Regions from separate parts of the Lactuca sativa genome. Here regions 2 and 3 are each linked to region 1. Evidence: chromatin contacts called from public Hi-C data. All regions are on one chromosome and are shown on one strand. The core of a region is the stretch at or near the end of the contact, and the rest is flanking DNA. Distances in the headings are between cores, read along the strand shown. Region 1 holds the start of LOC111910317 (transmembrane 9 superfamily member 7). Region 2 holds the start of LOC111910319 (NDR1/HIN1-like protein 6). Region 3 holds the start of LOC111910314.

Evidence for each region. Hi-C and Micro-C count contacts between places; a contact is called where the count stands out from the background.
Region 2: a contact with region 1 is called in a Hi-C map of seed, with 2.5 times the contacts expected there. The contact joins the promoter of LOC111910319 here to the promoter of LOC111910317 in region 1. A contact is called at or near these places in 3 of 4 Hi-C or Micro-C datasets (leaf and seed).
Region 3: a contact with region 1 is called in a Hi-C map of leaf, with 2.6 times the contacts expected there. The contact joins the promoter of LOC111910314 here to the promoter of LOC111910317 in region 1. A contact is called at or near these places in 2 of 4 Hi-C or Micro-C datasets (both in leaf).

What each region holds. Positions count from the first base shown.
Region 1 is chr5:290,735,601-290,738,300 of Lsat_Salinas_v11, reverse strand. It overlaps LOC111910317 (transmembrane 9 superfamily member 7), which reads right to left and starts at 1,335. Exons shown (of 7, transcript XM_023906144.2): 1 at 1,173-1,335; 2 at 159-323; 3 at 1-37. The coding sequence starts at 1,286.
Region 2 is chr5:290,923,712-290,926,411 of Lsat_Salinas_v11, reverse strand. It overlaps LOC111910319 (NDR1/HIN1-like protein 6), which reads right to left and starts at 1,296. Exons shown (of 1, transcript XM_023906147.3): 1 at 92-1,296. The coding sequence starts at 1,087. The coding sequence ends at 314.
Region 3 is chr5:290,540,743-290,543,442 of Lsat_Salinas_v11, reverse strand. LOC111910314 reads right to left here and starts at 1,386. Exons shown (of 6, transcript XM_023906138.3): 1 at 1,023-1,386; 2 at 716-837; 3 at 413-502; 4 at 258-310. The coding sequence starts at 1,251.

The sequences.
Region 1 (2,700 bases), core at 86-2,585:
AACCAACTTTGCATGGTTGTTCCTCTCTCATAAGAAACTGAAACAGGAAATAGAAAGTTAGGTGAAAATACACAAGGGGTAAAAGTGATGTTGAATAATAGAACAGACTACAGAGGTCATGTTAACCTTGACCAGGAATTGGATGGGAAGGTCCTCACCGTGTAGACTGAATTCTCAATGCGGTCACCTCTTAGCACCTCCCCCAAATTTTCAGCACTGTTTTCAACATGCTTAGGTTTACAGTAATTCAAGTAATAGTACTCATAAGGAAGTTGTGTTTTTGTAGAAGAAAGCTTGTTGACTTTAACTTGAAGAGGATCACCCTGTCAAGATGATCAACAATTTAGCAAAACGAGTACAGAAAACAACTAGCTGGAAAGATTTCAGATCTCCAAGGTCCGGTAGAATGGCACATTTAATGAATGGTAAAGTCTCTATTTTCTTTAAGGGGGAATCTATTTTAGTATAACAGTGTCAAATTGCCTTATATCATAAGGCTAAAATATCCTAGTCACAAAAACATAGAACCCCCGTATTTATGAGTCCTAACGCTATCAAGTCAATCAGATCTGGAAATGAGATGGTCAATAAAAACTGTGTTGACTAAACCAGTACTCACCAATGACATTGATCTGTACTTTACAAATTTTAACCATCATTTAACACTGAAGTGATCTTCACTTTACAATGACTAGCTATCACTACAAATGCATCTACCCTGTAACCCTAGAGGAAAGAATTATCATTTAAAGCATGCCACATGTTACATAAAGAACATTGACGACTTCTTTTGTCAATAATATAAATCCGGCATTAGGCAGGCAACACGAACAGTCTAGGAACAGAAAGAAGAAAATCATTCTTCGGCATTGCGCATGCTAAAAGTCAACTAACTAGATCTATCCACCAGCACCAAATCTGTGTATAACAGATCAGTGACTTGCATTGGAAGTTGAAATTTAACCTCAAAGCAACAACCCTAGATTTAAGCTCGGTTGGTCCGGATCATGCGCTATAGACTGAGATTTTGAAGTGAAATCAGAGCAACAGAGACAAATCATTCGCGTTAAATATATACACAGATGCCGATTTGAGTTACATTAACTAAATTAAATCATACGAAAATGCTACTGCTAGATCCAAAGGAGATCGAGGGCTTCCGGAGTACATACCCTTTGAAAATCACGGGGCGCAACGCCGGGGAGATAGAATGATTCAGAAGATGAGATGAGGAAGACGATTGAGATGAATAGAGTAAACCAGATTCCACTGGAGCTCCGTTCCATTTTCGAGATCTCGATCCAGTGAGGTGGTATGTGGGTAGAACGAATCCGTGTTTCGTGTGTCGTCAAATTAATATAGACGAGCTCCAAATCTAACTCCACACCTACTTTTGCTATTTCCAAATGGACTAAATTACAAAAGTTCTCCCTGGACTATTTAATGATCTTCTGTTTTAGTCCAACAAAAGATTTGCCACATGTTGAACAGAATTTTATTAGTTTTGGCCTTTTTTTGGTTATATAACAATGATTTCAAGAAATAGACAGAATATGTTTTTGCTCACCTGAACAACTTTATTTAATCTGTTAAAAGATATTTATTTGGATAAGTTATTCTATCAGAGTCGATCACTCATTTATCACGATCAACAATCAACAGATTAAATAAAAATAGAAACAATTCTTATAAATAATAAATAATATTATAAAAACCAAAAAAAACAAAATATGTTAGCATTTTATAAAACATGAAAGTACAAGGACTAAGCATGGAGATTTTAAGGATGTAGTGTTCTAAGCCGGTTTCTTGAAGATACAATAATTAAATTCCATGAAACAAATCTTAAATTTGTCCGAAAAAATCCTATACTCCCATGATTATAGGGGAAAAATGAGATATAGCATATCCGAAAGATTAGGCCACAAATTTGTCAAGTGTTTATCTTTATATAGGCTACAATATGATAATTATGAACTGTCAAAACCGTAATTTACTATCACAACTCAAGACATTTAAACAATAACTAATTAGTTTATAAAAATCAAGAGTCAAGCCTAATTTGGCTAACCCAATGCCTCAAATCCAAACCTATGTCCATTAGTCCTACCTTTGTCCAATTTCAAAAGTTAGTCACCAATTCAACAAGGTTTATAACTATTCATTTTTCCATCTTGTTTCCTATATGAAACAAGTCTTAGTCTCACAAGTCTATTTTTGTCTTTCCTCCTTCACATGAGAGTTCAAGTTATGTTTAAAGTTCAAGTTATGTTTAAAATATAAGTCTAAGACATGTGAAATCATGAATAGTTTATTAGTAGATTAGATTTATCGTTACAAAAAAATAATATAAAAAAGTTAGAAAAATAGTATGAATCAGGATAAATTTTGTTTTGATTCAAGCAAATTTGTTTTATTTATAAACTTTTTTTATCTTATCATTTGACATGTCAAAAATACATATAACTTATCATTGGTTCGTAGCTACCATCATTTACCTTATAAGTCTAGCCTCCTCATTTGTAGTTTTCCACCATTTTTGTGTAAGTTAAGGATGTTCTTCTTCTTTGTTCGCATTTTTATATTAATGTATAATATAAATTAAAGAAAATGAAAAAGGGAAAACATGAGGATAAACCATTTGACGTTTTCATTTATCATGGTCCGATGCCTACCACCTGTCATGTGAAATAGTTTATC
Region 2 (2,700 bases), core at 47-2,546, 190 kb before region 1:
TATTGAAATATAAAATGAGAGGCAAATGGTGTTTTTCCTTTCTATAATACTTAATTATTAAAAATAAATCTGTTAAAATTAGGGACCAAAGTTGAAACGAAAAGATGTCGATACATAAAATGCAATAACAAATCCCAGAAATTAAGAGAAATTTAAGACCCACGTTTGTGTTCTTGTAAAAATACGATATGAAATAGCACTAAATACACATCACCTGTTAACTAAACATATCAATTATCCGATAAAAAAACCGTAAAAAAGTAGTTATAATTAAAAAAAATCGTAAAAATCAAATCACACCTTGTTCTTCACCTCAAATCCTCCATTTCCAGATCTTGATTCGAAGATCCACCTTACATTTCACATCGGAAGTTGTCGCCGTCGTTGCTAATTTACCGGTGGGTGCCGTCACCTTAATCCCTTTACAAACCACTCTGATTGGTACTTTTTTAGTGTTAAAGCTTCCGATCTTCGCCTTCACCTTCGTATCAAGCTGGATAGTTAATGGCAAACTCTTCTTGTTCTTCAGATCCGACTTCAGATCGCTACTATCATCCACACTCTGTCCAGTCGTCGACACAATCGTCCTCAACTTAGTCGTATTCTTCTTTGGCATCACGAACGCCGGTATTGATCCGTCACCGACACCGACTCCTTTCGAATCAATCGAAACGGAAACCAGATCGTAGTAGAACGCGATCTTCTTGTTAGGATTACGAGCAGTGACGGTGAAATTGAATTTAGTGTTGAGTTGATTCGATGAGGTTAGGTTAAATTGAGAGACCTGGAGCGATGAAACAGCGAAGGAAGGTCGGTGGGGGCGGTAGAGGACGTAAAACACACCGCCAGCTATGGCGGCGATGACGATCAGAAGGAGGATAACGAAAGTAATCCAGAGGCAACAAGAGCAACAACAACTACGGCGGTTGCGGCGGGGTAGAGGACGGTAGACTGGGCGAGTTGAATTGTAGAGTTGAGCTTTGTTGGCCGGAAACGATGGGTTACCATTACCATTGGCGGTGGTGCTGGTGGGGGCGTGACCATTTACGGTTGTTGGTCTGGCAGAAGGATGTATTTTTTCTGCCATTGGATGGAATTGGGCCTAACAATCGCTCTCTGGAGTCGATTTGTAGAAATTATTGGAAGAAATTTTCTTGAAAGCTATGTGTGAATCGTTGTTGATGATGGAGTAGAGAAGGAGACAGAAAAGGATAGCAACCCTGTAACCAACGCATACGCATCAGAGGGGAGATGGTGAAATACTCCAAACCCAAAAAGTCGTCGACACGGTTTGTTTTTTGGTTTATTATCTATTCTCTTTAATAAGCGACAAAAGTAGATTTAATAAGACTAAGATTAAATATATTAAAAAAATTATGATGATGTCATCCAAGTATAAATCTTTAAAATATGTCATTTAAAAAAAATTCCTTAACCTCAAATAGGTAAAAGTTTGTATAATCAGAAATATAAGCTGTGTCCAAATATAAACTTGTCCGTGTCAAAATATCGATTTCTTTTTCTTGGTTAAAAATAGAATAATTCATATCATAACAAAAAAAAAAAAAAATTCAACCAACTAAATAAATTACTTGTGGGAAAATATATGTTTATAACTTTAAAAATCATAATCAAAATCAAAATTCCTTATAAACATTAAAATAGTTATAAACAATACAATAGTAGGAGTTTATATTTTTTTTTATTTTTTTTAAAAAAAAACCCTTCTAATTAAAAAACTATTTCAGATAGTTTTGAAAGTTTTTAGTTTTGTTTTTTTATATAATTTTACAATTATAAAAACTTACAATTAATTTTGTTAAAATCTTGTTGTACAAATAAAAGTTAGAATTCTATATTTTTGGCTAGCCAATAGCTTTACCAAACATATCGTTTTTTTTGTTTATAGAAAGTAACTTATACTAATCCTCTTTAATAAATGAAGGTTTTTTTTTGCCAGATGTCATATTTTCCTTCATTTTGACACTTGTCATTTTGTGAGAATTTTAGAAATTTTATTTTCCACTTGTCATTTTTTAGGGATTTCCATTTTCTTAAAATAAAATTTCATAAAATTGTAATGGGTTCTATAAGGAAATAAAATCATCCTGTTAATTTTGTAATAAGTTCTCATAAATACTTCAAATGATTTAGTTTCTTTTGCAAATTTTCAGAAAATTAGATTATGTTATATAAAGTATTACATTATAAAATATTTCATATTTATATATTGATATTAAAATTTTATTTTTAATAAACTCGTATAATATACGGGTCTCACACCTAGTATAACATAATATTAGTATTATAATGTTACCAAAAAAGGAAAATGATAGAAATTATATAAAAAAAATACACGAGACATTCCAAAAAATGAATATATGACATTTTTAACTTCTTAAATATTACTAAAAGAGAAATCTTATGACATCATCTTAAATAATCTTGACCATTGATTGTATTTCAATCTTATTTTTTCCACCCTTAGATCAAATTGCTGACATCATCTTCCCCATATGGAATTTATTTAATTCCAATAAATGTTTTCCAATCATCAATCAATAACTTACATTTGTTGAAATGAAATGTATTTAATTCCAATGAAAGTTTTCCATATTTTACATCTTGAATTTTCAGAAGATTTTAATATGGTCAATTTTAAAAACATATTACTAACAAATCATTTTAATCAAGGCCTTA
Region 3 (2,700 bases), core at 137-2,636, 190 kb after region 1:
TCCCACCTTGTTGCACATTTTTTAGGTGGACAAAAAACTGCAACTTTTGCCAATGAGTTCCGGTCCATCTCAGGGTCTAATTCAGAAAATTTTCTATCTGTTTGTATAGCAAGGAAGACAGTTTCACTTCATAAAATAAATGCCCTCTATCAAAAAGTTTTATTTTATGATTTGCTCTATTCTCTATATGCAGAACTTTGAACCTCACAATGGTGACTCAACACAGTGCATAATCAACAAAGCATGGTAAGACTGACCTTTCTTCTTCTGATAGAACTTTATCTTTCATTAGTTTGTGGAGCATTGCATCCTGATATGCATCAAACATAAATTTCGATAATTTGTGTAAAATATAGAACTCAATCTGAAAAATATGTTATAAAACTAAAGGATGAATGGTTTTGTATCATACTTGGGCTTCACAGCGTACAACAGCCATAACACGATCATTATATTCTTCAATACTCAGCGGTGGAAATAAAAAATGTCTGCGTGCATATAGCTGTATGAAAACGCAAAAAAAAGGTAAGGGTTTTATGGAGTTAGTTTGTGGAAAATAGTAAGCTATATATGCGTTTTTTCTTGTTACTTTATGGCCTTGAGACTATCTGTAAGTTATATATATGGGTGTTTCCGTGTAAGATAGATGCTAATGGACACATAAAATCATCATTTGCAATTTATGCACGAGCTTGCAACATGATTTAACACAAACCTCGTATATGCAATCTCCAATGTATGCTAGCGAGGCAGCATTGTACGTCGAGCGAGGTTTTTCCACTTTTGGTGCACTCGGCATCCATGTGTCGTAGCCCAGATACGTTTCTTCCAAGCGCGCTGTTGAAATTCACAGTTTAAATCAAAACAAATGCATGCAACGGGTAAAATTAAGAATCTCCCTCACTCGCAAGATAAACAAATTGTTCACTAATTTGTAACAGAGAGGATACAACTCTGCTGAATACAAGCACACCAAGTGTTTGACAAAATTCCGCACTGAAAAGCATATAACAAAATTATACCTTGACTTGGGCTTGGAGATTTGCGACTAAGAAGCGCTGAAACAGATATCAAATTACGATCTGTCGAGGTAGATTTTAGGTTTTGCTCTATGCTTAAATTGGCGGGGGTAAGACTGTTAGGATTTTTGGGGTAAGTACGGTGGGGATTGTAAGGAAGTCTATCATGCGTATCCCATGAAGCTTTAACCTTCATTGGAAACGCATGGAGAGCGGTAGCAGCAGCAGCCATGGAATTGGCTCCGAGTCTATTGGGGATGGTGGTTTTGCGCTTTTGCCTCCCGTGTTTCAACCTTACTGATAAGGTACATGATGCATTTAAATCTTTTAGCAATAAAACATTTTAATAAAATTTACAAAAACAAAAAAAAAAAAAAAAAAAAAAAAAAAAAAAAAAAAAAAAAAAAAGTCTGGCAAAAGATGTTTGACAAAGTCTTTTTTGGAAAAGTAAAAAAAATAAAAGATATTTGGCAAAACTAGTTTTAAAAGTTATTTTTGGAGTTTTTATAAAAGGAAAATGAATTTTTCGGGAAAGTCAGGAAATCTGACTTTTTGTAACTTTTCCAAAAAGGACTTTTGGGTTGTAAAAAACAAAGTCAAACACCCCCTTTGTTGAAAAAGTTCATGAGGTCGAAAATGACGCTTATATATAACTTAATATTGTAGTCATGTCTGATTCGGGTAAAAAAAACATCACCACAATTAGGTTAATCAAATATGGTTTTAAGAACATGTGCCAATGAGATGATTACACTAGTTACTAATGAGGAAATGCCGAATGTAACGTCCGTAGATCAGGGCTAGTCAATTTAGAGACGTTAAGCGTCAAAAATGATTTTTTGATGGAAGATTATTTTGAAAGAATAATCTTAACTAAGTTGTAGTATATGTTACAAGGATTCCGTACATATAAAGAACGCCGAAATCCGAGTTATAACGAAGAAGTTATGACATGTCGAAGTTTCGCGACAGAACCGGCACGGCACAGCGCGACGTAAAAAGTGAATTTACGTTAGAGCAATATTTAGCCTTAGCAATCTAAATGAAAGTCGTAGAATACGTTAAACCATGAGCGTGCATAAAAAGAACGCCCAAATCTGACTTCGTATGAGGAAATTATGATTTTTCGAAGTTTCGACTTAGCGGTATGCAGCCCGAATGCTCGATTTGAGACCGAGCGGTTTTTAGCCGAAACAATCTAAATGAGAATTGAAGATCTCATTAATTATAGTAAAACGATAAAAAGATAGGCGAAAACGAACGTCGGATGAAGAAGTTATGATTTTATAACGGAGTTTTCCTGTCCTGGCCTACTAAAAATAAATAATAAAAATAAAGTCAAAATTAGCCGACGGAGTCTAAACGAAAGTTGTAGAGCGTAGTCTCACCTACGCGGGGATATAAAGAACGTCGAAAACGGAGTTTGTATGAGGAAGATATGAATTTTTGAAGTTTATTAAATATTTTAGATATTTAATTTAAATATATATTGGCCGATATTATCCATGGGGGGAGTCAGGGACCTTATCGTCGTTACGCCCCGCGTAACTAGGATTTACGCCCTGCGTAAATCGACCTTCCAGCCCCTATAAAAGGGTGTCGAGGGCAGCCGAGTAGTTTGCTCATTTCTTCCCTTTTTCTCGCGTTTTTGCATCGTTTTTCGTGCAAGAATTATCCCGAA